Linked DNA regions of Rattus norvegicus: region 1 is linked to region 2. Evidence: chromatin contacts called from public Hi-C data. All regions are on one chromosome and are shown on one strand. Each heading gives the region's core, a stretch centred on a gene start, on an enhancer-like site or on the middle of the called end of the contact. The rest is flanking DNA. Distances are from core to core; before and after follow the strand shown.

The links. A called contact is a pair of places that touch in the nucleus more often than the background predicts.
Region 1: a contact with region 2 is called in a Hi-C map of the A7r5 cell line, with 2.6 times the contacts expected there. The contact joins the enhancer-like site here to the promoter of Nat3 in region 2. A contact is called at or near these places in 3 of 12 Hi-C or Micro-C datasets (the A7r5 cell line, frontal cortex and liver).

Annotation. Positions count from the first base shown.
Region 1 is chr16:27,033,556-27,039,776 of GRCr8, forward strand. No RefSeq gene overlaps it. Among named protein-coding and RNA genes, the nearest start is that of Nat2, 31 kb to the left of the region's middle. Within about 2 kb of position 3,301, at least 4 of the 93 cell types and tissues checked have an H3K27ac peak or open chromatin away from gene starts, as enhancers often do. A contact at or near this core is called in the A7r5 cell line, where this site is marked.
Region 2 is chr16:26,940,795-26,946,579 of GRCr8, forward strand. Nat3 (N-acetyltransferase 3) reads right to left here and starts at 1,848. Exons shown (of 2, transcript NM_001013052.2): 1 at 1,688-1,848.

The DNA of each region.
Region 1 (6,221 bases), core at 2,051-4,550, 94 kb after region 2:
TCATGATGTGTGCTACGGGCAGTATAGCTTATGGGTGTTTGGGGAGAAAAGAAATCAAGTCTATGGTGAAATGTCTTGTGGATTTGGACTTGATTCTTTTTAGCCATCACCAATGCCTTGGATTTAGACTGAGAATTCTAGTCTATTTGGTCAGGTAGACACAAGGTGAGATGGTCATGGATATCCCCCGAAGGAAGAAAAATAGTGAGAAAGGAGCACGATTTTATCTGGAACACATGAATTACTTGGTCTTGAACAAGGAAATATGACTAAGCACAGTGGGGGTGGTGTTTTGGGAAAAAAATGGGGCTATTTCAGCCAAAATCAGAGAACACAACCTGGAGCCTTGGTTTTTAATGAATTATGGAACAGGAAGTATTTCCATTTGTTCTCGGGTAGGTGGTGCGCTGGCCAGAGTATTTTATATTTTAAATCTCCATTTATTTATAATTCAGAGCTAGACAGGGGTGATAGCTGAAAAGCCAGGTTTCCAGAAGTGATTATATTGGGTTAGTGAGAATGGCATTTGATGTCTTTTCTGGAACAAAGTTAATGAGCCCACCTCCCCTGTGCTGCTTTCTGTGCTCAGGAAGGCAGCATGGGGCTGGTCTTGGCTGCCTCTATTCCAGTGATTCTGCACAAGCAGAGGCACTGTCAAGCACAGAGAATTCTTACCAATAATTCTGTTGAGGAGACACTGTGTTGAAGGTCACTGGGCCCTCTACCATGATCATTTTAATTTCCATCTTTGTTTTGCCTGACTGGTCTTGCACCACACCTGAACTAAATGAAGCCTTGTGCCCATGTATGCTGTCTTTAGACCGGAAGTGCTAAATCTGACGAACATCTTACACCAAGTGAGTCAATCCATGTATTAACTAAATGACTTGCATATGTGTCCAAGTCTGAGAAGTACTCACCTAATACACCCCGAGTTCTCCTGGAGAATGTATGAGGTAGAACCTCACTCCATTTCTAAGCCATACATTTACCTTGGGCCTTTGAGAATCTCTTGTCTTGAATTATCACAGCATGTGGAGATTACCTTCTGGCTTAAGAATACAAGATAATCGGAGTAGGCCATGTAACCATCTCAACTTGCCTAAGACTCATAGGCTTTGCAGAATATATATAAATTTTGGAATTAAAACCAAGAAAAGGCAAGTTGGTCACTCTAGTCACATCTGTTGATAAACTAATTAACCCTTACAAGTCACTGAATCCTGTCCCAAGTGCTGAGAGTGTGAAATGCATGGTGCATGGAAACTGACTCCCCTCAATTACGACTGATTCAGAACTTCTTATAAATAACAGTGAGGAAAGATTATCTCTCTGGCCTTTGCTGTCAGGCTCATATCTGGAGGCCTTTAGGATGAGAGTAAGAAAACAAATGAATGCTTCTATACATGTTGCCACCAATAGGTACAGCAAACTTAATTTAGAGAGTAGCCTCTACTTAATTTTTATAGTTTATTTTATTTTATTTTATTTTGGGGTTGGGGATGGAATATAAACCCTCACTCATGCTGAATAAGAACTCTACCACTGGGATTGGGGATTTGGCTCAGTGGTAGAGTGCTTGCCTAGCAGGCACAAGGCCCTGGGTTCGGTCCCCAGCTCTGTAAAAAAAAAAAAAAAAGAACTCTACCACTGACCTACTCCAATAGCCCACCTTATAAGTTTGCTGTATGTGTGTGCAAGGTGTGGTGTGTGTGTGCATGTGTGTGTGTGCGTGTGTGTGTGTGTGTGTGTGTGTGTGTGAGAGAGAGAGAGAGAGAGAGAGAGAGAGAGAGAGAGAGAGAGAGAGAGAGGCAATCGCCAATATTATTATTCTTGTCTGTCTTTATCTATGTGGAAGCTAGAGGTTGACATGGAATGTCAGAATTTCTCTCTAACTATTCCTCATTTTTGGAGATGAGTATGCTTTAGTTATTTTTCTATTGTTGTGAGGAGACACCATGATCAAAGCAACTTAAAAGACATTTATTAGGACTCACGGTTCCAACGGGTGAGAGTCCATCATCACAGCAGGGAGCATGGTGGCAGGTAGGCAGGCCTGGGCTGGAGCAGCAGCTGAGAGCTCACAGCCTGATCTGATAGAGAAGCAGGTAGGGAAAGGGAGCAAGAGTGGGGCTAAGTGGGAATGTTTTTGAAACACACCCTCAAATGACACATCTCCTCTAACAAGACCACAGTCATTTTCCAAACAGTTTCACCAACTGCAGACCAAGGGCTCAAAATTATGAACCTATGGTAGAGGGGAGGCATTCTCATCCAAATGACCAAAAAGAGTCATGAAAATATATACTGAACATCACAGATGACATGGGGCTGGGGCTGAGCCTGGGCTCGGTGTATGCTGTAGTAGTAATAATAGTAATTCCGTACTTTGATGTCTGACCTTTTAGTTCACTGAGTACAGTCTCTCTGTTGCAGCATCCAGACTGTGTTTTGACATTCTGTGCTAGGCTGTCCTGAGGTATGGATGATGCTGCCTGGTACTGTGGATATAAAACTGACACTTGCTGACAGTGACTGGATCTTGCCATTGCCCCCAGGTCCCAGTTTCTGCCGGCTGTAGCACTGATTTCCTAGCACCAGGCATCTCCCTCCCACCGGAGCACATTTCTCAGCATTTGTTGTCATCTTGTACATTGCCAATATCAAAGTAAATCGTTCACCTGTATTTGAGTGAGGGGGTCTTCCAAGGTGGATGGACCTAAATAGTTACCTCCACCAGAAAAAACTGGGTCCTCTGTGACCAGTATTAGGTCACAATGTCATAATTCAGGAGACAGGAAGGGCTGAAGTTATGGTTATGCAGCAGAACACTTGCTTATACTGCATATGCAAAGCCCTGAGTTTGCTCTACACTACCACCACACCACTAGCAGCAAAGAAGAGTAAGTACGTTGTTCTGACACTCCCTCTCTGCCAAATTTATTTACATATTTCTATTTTGCTATTACACCTTCAGTTTCCTTAGAAAACGTTGTTCTTTCCCTTTTCTAGTGCTGACAGAAAAGTTCCACGGGACTGTGTGTCTAAGGGACCCAGAAGAGAAAGAACAGTGTATAATTTAAAAGATATTGTGCTACCATAATTAGAACAATGAATTAGAGAATTATTAGGGAATTTTCGTATGACTGCTTACATGACATTATGTCTGCTTCCAGGACCCGATTCTTAGTGTTCTTTATGCTGTTCATGGCTAAACTCTCCTAAAAGGTCACTGTAAACAGAGACAGAAGTTAGGGCAGTTGCTAAGGCCATCAGAATTCCCAGCGTGCACTCACGGAGGCTGCATTCCACAGTAGAGAGGCAGGGTTTAAACAGAGTGTCAGTCAGCTTTCTAAATCAGTTTGCTCATGAATCAGATTCAAGGAGACTTGGCACAAGTATTCTCTTTCTTATTAGCCCAGAACAACAAATGACCTCTCATTTTTCTCTCTCCCTCCTAAACTTTATTTTTTTAAAAAAAATGAAGGAATAAAAACATAACAAAAGAAGCTGTTGGAATATTGATCCAAAGCTTTAGGCAATACATAAAGATAGAGATAAATCTTACTGAAGCATGACGACTTTCCTCCAGGACTTGTTTTGAAGGAGGTGGGAGGACTGAAATAATACAAAGCCATGTTTATTAGGAAGCAAAAGAGTACTCCATCTTATGCATAGCTTTACCTCCAAACCCTCAGTTCAGTTGTAATAAAGACATCTAGCTTGTTTGGCCCTCTCCATATCCAAACAGATTTTTCCATTCCAAGAAGATGGGGAAGCATCTTCACTAAACTGGAAGCTGAAGGCGGCACACATACCCCCTTGAAGATTATATGGTAGGAATATGGACCAGAGACTTAGGCTCAGCCAGTCTAATGACATGTTAGTGGTTCAGAATCTAGAGAAGAGATACAAGAGACGGTGAGTCTTCCCAAGGCTGTTGTAGTAAACCTGGTAAGCTTTGGGAAAGGAAGGATCTGAGTCCACCCTCGGTGTGACTGACTGTCCACTGAATGACTTGAACCAACTGATCTTTGCTAAACATTTCATTTTTATATCCTTGCTTTGATATCGAGTCTTCCTGTTGATTTCAACAGCTCAAAGTCACCCACCTGCCAAGTTTGACGAGAGAATGGAAAGCTAGAGGCTCTCCAACGACAGAAACCAGCCTGCTAACTCCTTTGCGGATTCAAATGAGCCCAAAGGACAGGCATTGCTATGTAATTAAGTCTTAACAGTGTAGTCACAGTTCTCCATTGTCTTTCCTGTCTTAAGTATTAAGATTTTAGGGCAGGGATAGAAGGCAATTGCATTCCTTTAAAAGGTCTGGTCTTAATGTGGATAAGGGATTCCAGAATGAACCTTTTTCTGTGCTTGGGGCTTGAAGAAAAATGACTAAAAATTAGAGGGGCTAAAAAATACATTCTTTGAATTACAATTTCCTGATTTCTTTCACAATAAATTACTTGTATGTTTAAATAAACAGAATCATATAGATAGTTGGAGCTTAGAAGCCCGATTATTATTAAAATGGCACGAGGCTGTCATGTTTTGGAGCAATCCAACATGGCATGCATGTCCTCAAACTGAATGTGCTTTATCTTTCAGGATGAGTGTTTTCAATGCATGAGCTTTGCCAACGCCCCTCAACCTGTTTGTTGAAGGAAGGACCATGCTGAGAATCTGTAACAGTGTGTTATTTCTTCACCCATTCGTGCATACGGGCTTGGAGCTCCTTGAGAGTTAAACCCATGGTGCTTGGCTATAACCTGCTAGCTCTCTTCCCCACTTCCCTCAAGAACCCTGTGCTGGCAGTCAGGGTTAGCATCCGTTGTCTATTTGACACACCTGGAAAGAGGCACACTAAGTGGCTTTCCTGTAAGTGCTTGGGAGAGGGGGGTTCATTTTTATTACTATTATGATCATTGACCCACATTAATTATAGGGAATTTCCATACTAATATACACAAGGCGATAGGGCCATCATCCTTCTGCAACCCCTTCCCTTCTTTCCTCCCCTAACGCTATTCTGTGTCCCTCAAAGATGCTCATTTTGTTTCTATCATGGTTCCTTTTGGGAAGACAGTGGCACAGTGAATGCAGAGAGCAGAGTCCCTGTGGTGCTGAAGACCCTGTCCCCATGGTGGCTGCAGAGACCACAGGACTTCTTTATGCCCTGTAGACCCATCCCACACCCTTCCTGAGGTTCTACTTTCTATGCATTGTTTAGAGATCTTGAGATTTTTCTAGCAGGGATCTGGGAAAATGAAATGCAATTACTTCTTGATAGCTGCACTAAAGAATCAAGCTGCTCTGTACCTTGGTGTGTTCTCTTCTCTTTTCTTGGAAAAAAAAAGCAGTGGTCCAGAGTTAACAGAATGAGCATTTGTTATTTTGAAGTAGTTTGTTTTTCCTCTGAAAAAAAAGAAAGGAAAAAGAAAAAGGAAAAGGAAAAAGCATTATTAGTCCAGTATTTCTGTTGCTTGGTAGCTTGTTCAAAGATCTCTCGATGTGATTGGCTGATTGGGTTTCTTCACAGTCTCATGTAGCTCATACAGGCCTCAGACTTGGTACATAGCCAAGGCCAGTCCATCTATCACTGTGCTGGGCTTGCAAGTGCTGGATTACAGATATGTAGCTCTAAGCTTGGCTTTTACAAACCTTTCCATGGATCTATCTGGCTGCCCACATGACCCTGGGTGACTACCACTCAGAGCAGGGTCACAGCATGGAAGGATGACTCTTGGTTTTATATCAGGGTATCTTGTTTAGCATTTGATGGCCCCATGATGAGCAAACAAATGCTATTGGCAGTATTGGAAGAAATTACAGATCTGAGATGAAACATTTCCAAGTTCTCTAGCATTGTCTTCGGATATTTGGAGACATAGAGAATTAAGAACTGTTAGAGCTAAGATAGAATTCAGTCAAGGATGATAAAATCTCCCTCCATAATTTTATTTATAAAAACTGAGGCATTTGGTGATGAGGTGATATAAGCAACGTTGAAAATTATTTCTAACTTACTTCTGAACTCTTAGGCCTGTGCCTCACCCATCTTAAGCAGCTGAGTCCTTTGTGTGGTAACTTGAAGCATCCCCTAAGTAGCTCTATATTTGATAGCTGTATATTTGAAGGAAAGATACAAGCAAGAGTAATTTCCGTTCACAATGAAACATGAGACGGACATTTTCAGGGCCCCAATTCTCAGCATTAAGCCA
Region 2 (5,785 bases), core at 598-3,097:
ATTAAAATATTTAAATGAGTCCCAGACTCCAGTTTCCACTTAATAAGAATGTAGCATTTTAAAGTCCTTTCTGTACAGGGAAGACAGAATCCAATGATTAGAAAGCAAGTGGTGAGCTTAGCCACTGTTGAGATGAGTGTTCACGCGGATGAAGAATTTATTGGCAGCTTCCCAGAGGGAGAGTGCTAGGAGCTATTCTGGCTGAGAAGGGGTGTGTGTCCTTGGTTATGAATCAAGTTTTAACCCTTGCTAGCTGGCTAGGATCAAAGCATTTTGTGAGTCTTCATTTTGTTTGTTAAAATAAGCCCCATAATTATTGGTCTATAAAATTAGTCCGTTTTGGTGCTACCTAGCAGGAAGATTGGAGGGTTTGTCTTACGTTTGATGTAGAGTTTACAGTTCTTTATCAATGTTGGCCAATTAGAACAACCTCGTATACATGATGCTTGTTTCACAGGCAATTTTGCTCTGAGTGTAATGATCATTTCTTGTGCCACGTTTGATATATTAAGTGTGTTTGTGTGTGTGTATATGTGCGTGTATGTACATGCACATGCATGCGTGCCACATATGTAAGTGCCCACAGTGTCCAGAAGAGGGCATCAGATCCCCTGAATTTGGAGTTACAGGTAGTTGTGAGCCATTTGGTATGGGTACTAGGAACTGAACCTGGGTCCTCTGGAAGAGCAGCAAGGGTTCTTAAGCTCTGAGCCACCTCTCCAGCCTCCATATATGATCTTTCCTCACTTAGATTAATATTTGGAAGTTGATTCATAGTGTGGCTGGTATAGCACATACCTTTAGCTGATTAAAATTGAAGAATTTAATACCTTTAGTCATATATCCATGTAAGGAAGATGCACTCATTTTTCTATCTCTCAATCAGGGTGTGCTTAACACTCAATAAAAGCAAGAACCTCCTCACATAGGAGTGGGAGATTACACAAAGCAAGCAGGTACACAGCACCCCAGTATGGGTCTGTAATCACCACACATATTAAATGCAATTGGATTACTGGAGAAGGAGCTGCAATTTCTGCCTGGGAGACCAGGAAAGTGTTTTCACAGAAAATACATATTTTTGTGTAAATATGAAAACAGCTTTGAACTTATTTGTATTTTTCTGTTCCCTTGCTGTCTCCTTCATGTTAGAAAAACAAGTCAGAATCAAGAATGAGGAGCGAGTTGGATGAGGAGAGATGGGTGGAGGGGCTGCAGTCTGGAGGCGGCATTCTGGGAAGTTATGAGAGAGGATATAAATGTGGATAAGGGCCAAGTTTGATTTCAGGTTTCAGACAGCTTGGCTCATAGTAATCCTCAGAGCTCAGATGTCACCTTCCCGTGGAGCAGCCTGTGAGGTGCCAGTCAGAATTAATCCTTGTCCTCTGCCCAAGATGGAATAATGCGTGTGTGACAGTAAGCAACAAATGTTCTGAGGCAGCAGAGCGCGTGGCCCCCTCTCGGTTTCCTCTCAGGAGAAGTCGCGTTTGCTTTTTTAGTTCTCATCTCTCACGGGACCCAACTCAGGAAGTCTAAGCTGAGGCTATTTGATCATGCCACCATATAGGATATAGGTGGACCACCCGGGGCTACCCACAGTGCGGAGTTGAAACAATGTTAGGAGTTGAAACAATGTTAGGAGTTCGCAGTGTATTGAGAGAGGTGATTTTCGGTATCTTAGGCTCACTAGCTGCGTACTCTCTGAGTGGGTGACAGCCAAGCCTGTCCATCTGATACGATCCTTTCATGTCCGGGTTCCCTGAAGGCTGGCAGTTCTTGTGACAAGACGCTGAAGTGCAGCAGCCCTGCAGGCTCCTCTATGGCATTCGTCCACAGTCTGGTTTCAGTCTAAGGATTAAAAACCTTCTACACAGTATCTACCGACTCCTTTCCCTTAAAGGTGGGTTCAGCACAGGCACCTTGGTGTCCATTTCCCCCAGTCAGAACTCTCAGGGGAGGCTGACCTTGTTTAATACATGGCCCATACGAGGCAGCTTCCTTCTCTCTTTTTACTGCGTCTTAAGTCGCCCCTTCCCAGCAGTGCTGTCACACAGAGCACTGTGGGTAGCCCCGGGTGGTCCACCTATATCCTATATGGTGGCATGATCAAATAGCCTCAGCTTAGACTTCATTTAATCCTCTACCTGTTTAGGAACAGATCCTCTTCCTGGCTCTGGGTTTGTGGATAGGACAAGAAAAGTGACAATTATCTAACATCATCATGGTAAGGGCATGACCTGGAGATCTCAGAACAGAAATTTAGTTATGTGCCTGTGCATTTCTCATTTATTATGCACAGCTCATGAGTCAGGTTGTGGCTGCAAGAGCTAGAGAAACCCCACATTCCCAACAGGTTGCGATCTGGTTGAGACGTGGGCAGACAGCTTGGTAATGAACACAGTCATTTCAGAACTCTTTGTTGCAGTGGATGAGAGCTGACCATGCTGATGGCTCCTCAGGGGATTTATCTTTGGAGCTACCCCTCCCTCTGCTCCTGGCACCACCCGGAATTATCTGGGAATCTGTGTGCTAGGACATTCTTTCGACAAAGGCCTGAAAGTAAGTCAGCTTCTAATGATTTGAGAGCTGACTTGAGCTCTGATTATCTGCCTTTGGGTCTACATTACCTATGCTCCCTACTTATCCTATCTTGCTTCACTACTTGGTCAAAACAAAATGAGGTCCCTTTCCTGGAAAGGTGTTCCTTACCTACCTGCCCTATCGCATCCCCTGCCTCCTGGAGTGTGCAGTAGGACTGGGATACACCAAGAACACAGGCATCCTCGCCTGCTTCTTTGCTCTTACCTTCTTTACCCAGCTGGATGTTTACTGCCATAGCCTCTTTCTAGCGCTCCTTTTGCAGTCCTCTGTAACTAGCTGATAGCAGAAACCACCAGGTTCATTAGCATCTCTTTCTGTGCCTTGTTCTTCCACTTCTAAAACTATAAATCTGGTGGCTGGAGAGCCAATGGACGTGCAGTGTCTTGTGGCTAATGGATACAGATTGTGTTCTCTGATCAGTGGGAACTGTCACAGGGAAGAAATGTACGTATCTGTTCATTTTGGAGTGGAAGGGGACCATAGCAATCCTATGTCTATGCGTTGTTGAGAAGAAAGAAATTCCAAGATGAAATGCCCACTTGTATCTAGAATCAAATGGACTTAGCTGGCCTTTTGTTCTAAATAGCTTTGGCGGTTAGACTGTGGTGGAGAGCAGGTGACTTCCCTGTGGTAGATAACTGTTAGACCTATGCCCCCATGCCGGAGGTGACCCGTCCGAGACTGGTCATGATCATGGATGGTGAGAGACCATGAATATAAGCAGCTTTCTTGCTGTCATGCTGAGACACTTTCATGAGGAGAAGCAGCAGATTGATGGAGGTCAGAAAGTCGCATCAGCAACAGAGATAACAATAGCAATGGACATCTGCGTCTGCGTGTGTCTAAAAATCATGTCTGACTGAGAAGCAAAATAAAAAGTTGGTGTGTGTGTATGTGTGTGTTTGTGTGTATATGTGTGTTTGTGTATGTGTGTGTGTGGTGTTTGTGTGTGTGTGTTTGTGTGGTGTTTGTATGTCTCTATGTGTGTGTGTGTATGTGTGTATGTATGTATGTGAGTCTCTATGTTTGTGTCTGTGTATCCGTGTATCTGAGTGTCTGTGTGTCTGTGTGTCTGTGTGTATCCAAAAATCATGTCTGACTGAGAAGCAAAATAAAAAGTTGGTGTGTGTGTTTGTGTGTGTGTGTTTGTATGTGTGTGTGTGGTATTTGTGTGTGTGTGTTTGTGTGGTGTTTGTGTGTCTCTGTATGTCTCTATGTGTGTGTGTTTGTGTGGTGTTTGTGTGTCTCTGTATGTCTCTATGTGTGTGTGTATGTGTGTGTGCGTGTCTGTGTGTGTCTGTGTATGTATGTATGTGAGTCTCTATGTTTGTGTCTGTGTGTCTGAGTGTGTCTGTGTGTCTCTGTATGTCTCTATGTGTATGTGTATGTGTGTGCATGTCTGTGTGTGTCTGTGTATGTATGTGAGGCTCTATGTTTTTGTCTGTGTGTCTATGTGTCTGTGTATCTGAGTGTGTCTGTCTGTGTATCTGACTGTGTCTGTGTGTCTGTCCAAAAATCATGTCTGACTGAGAAGCAAAATGAGAAGTTGGTGTGTGTGTGTGTGTGTATGTGTTTGTATGGTGTGTTTGTGTGTCTCTATGTGTCTGTGTCTGTGTGTGTCTCTATGTGCGTGTCTGTGTCTCTGTGTGAGTCTGTGTGTATATCTGTGTGTGTATGTTGTGAGTCTCTATGTCTGTGTGTCTCCATGTGTGTGTGTTGTGTGTCTGTGTGTCTGTATGTGTCTGTATATGTATGTATGTGAGTCTCTATGTCTGTGTGTGTGGAGAGATGTGTTTTAGTAGGTAGGAGATATTTGTCAATGCTTTCTAAGTCCTTGTATAAAAGGAATGCAGGTTGATTTCACTTGTAAATGAGACTAGAGCATCAGAATAGGTGACATTGGCAAGGCAAAGGTCATTTCTTCTGGTACCTGTCTGGTTTGCACAATATACTTTTCCTTTCAGAAACTGTTGGACAATAAGCTTTCTAAGTAGCAATTGGAATTCATATCTGACAAGGATGACACAGTCCAGGGGCTGAGAGCTAGCTTCTACAGTGAGTTGCAAAGAAAATTCTATGTGCTTGGAATTTGAATTTCATTCGTGCATTTGTGGCCCAAACAATTAATCAACAGGCCTACATTTATTAAGTCCTGGGTTTTATTTAGAAAAACAAAAAGCAACAAACAAACAAAAAACCACTTGCTCCTTCCCTGCCTTGCAGCTTAAACCAAGGCTGCCACACCGGGCACCTCCCTGTCACTTTATTAGTATTAGCATCACACAGGATCACTGCTACTGAGACAGGCCTGTTCCTGCCTTAATGAGGATCTCTTGGTTTTCAGTTTTGCTTTTCTTTTAACCCCCATCCATAGCAAAATGAAAAGGAAGGGCCTGGAGGTGTGACTCAGTTACCTGGTATGCATGAGGCCTAGGTTCAAACCCTAGCAAAAACAGACAACGAGCAAAAAGACCTCAGCAATAGCAAGAGTATCAACATACTTCCTCTGTGCACACAACAGAGTTTTGCCTCTTCCTGTTATTGAGAGTGGAGAGCTTTGGTCTTGTCAACCACTCCTTTGAGGAACGCCCCTCCCCATCTTGCTGGAGTAGGTTGAGGCTTTGGACAAACCGACTGATTAGCTGCATAGAGCACCTAAGAGGTGTGAAAGGCCAGTGACAATGGGGAAGAGGGAAATGCTGGTCCCATTAAGTGCAGGTTTCCTTCCTCGAGCAAATCACGCATTTACTTCTATCTCATGCATCATTCAGCAAGCGCATTTTGAACACTGCTGTTTGTCAAGCACCGCAGGTCAGAGCTGGATGCATCCGTCCATTTACTTAACAAATATTTGCTTAATGTCTGGGAGCTAAAGCATGAATTAGGCAGAGTCCCGGCTTGATGTGAACCTAGTTGATGCCTTCCTTGAGAGGAGAAAGTCTTTCAATGCTGCAATCCTTCCACAGATTTGTTTATAATACTTCAATCATACATGAGCTACACATATTTATGAAAGCCTCAGGAGATAGTATATGCACAGCAGACACTGTAATTCTGCCTTCCCTTTACTCCTTGTTTTAAAGCTTACGTAAGCGTTTGGGCATCTCCACTAATTTCTGTGGTTAAGATTGTCGTTCAGAATCTTTTGCGTTGCACAGAGGTTTGGGTTAGTATCTAGTTAGTA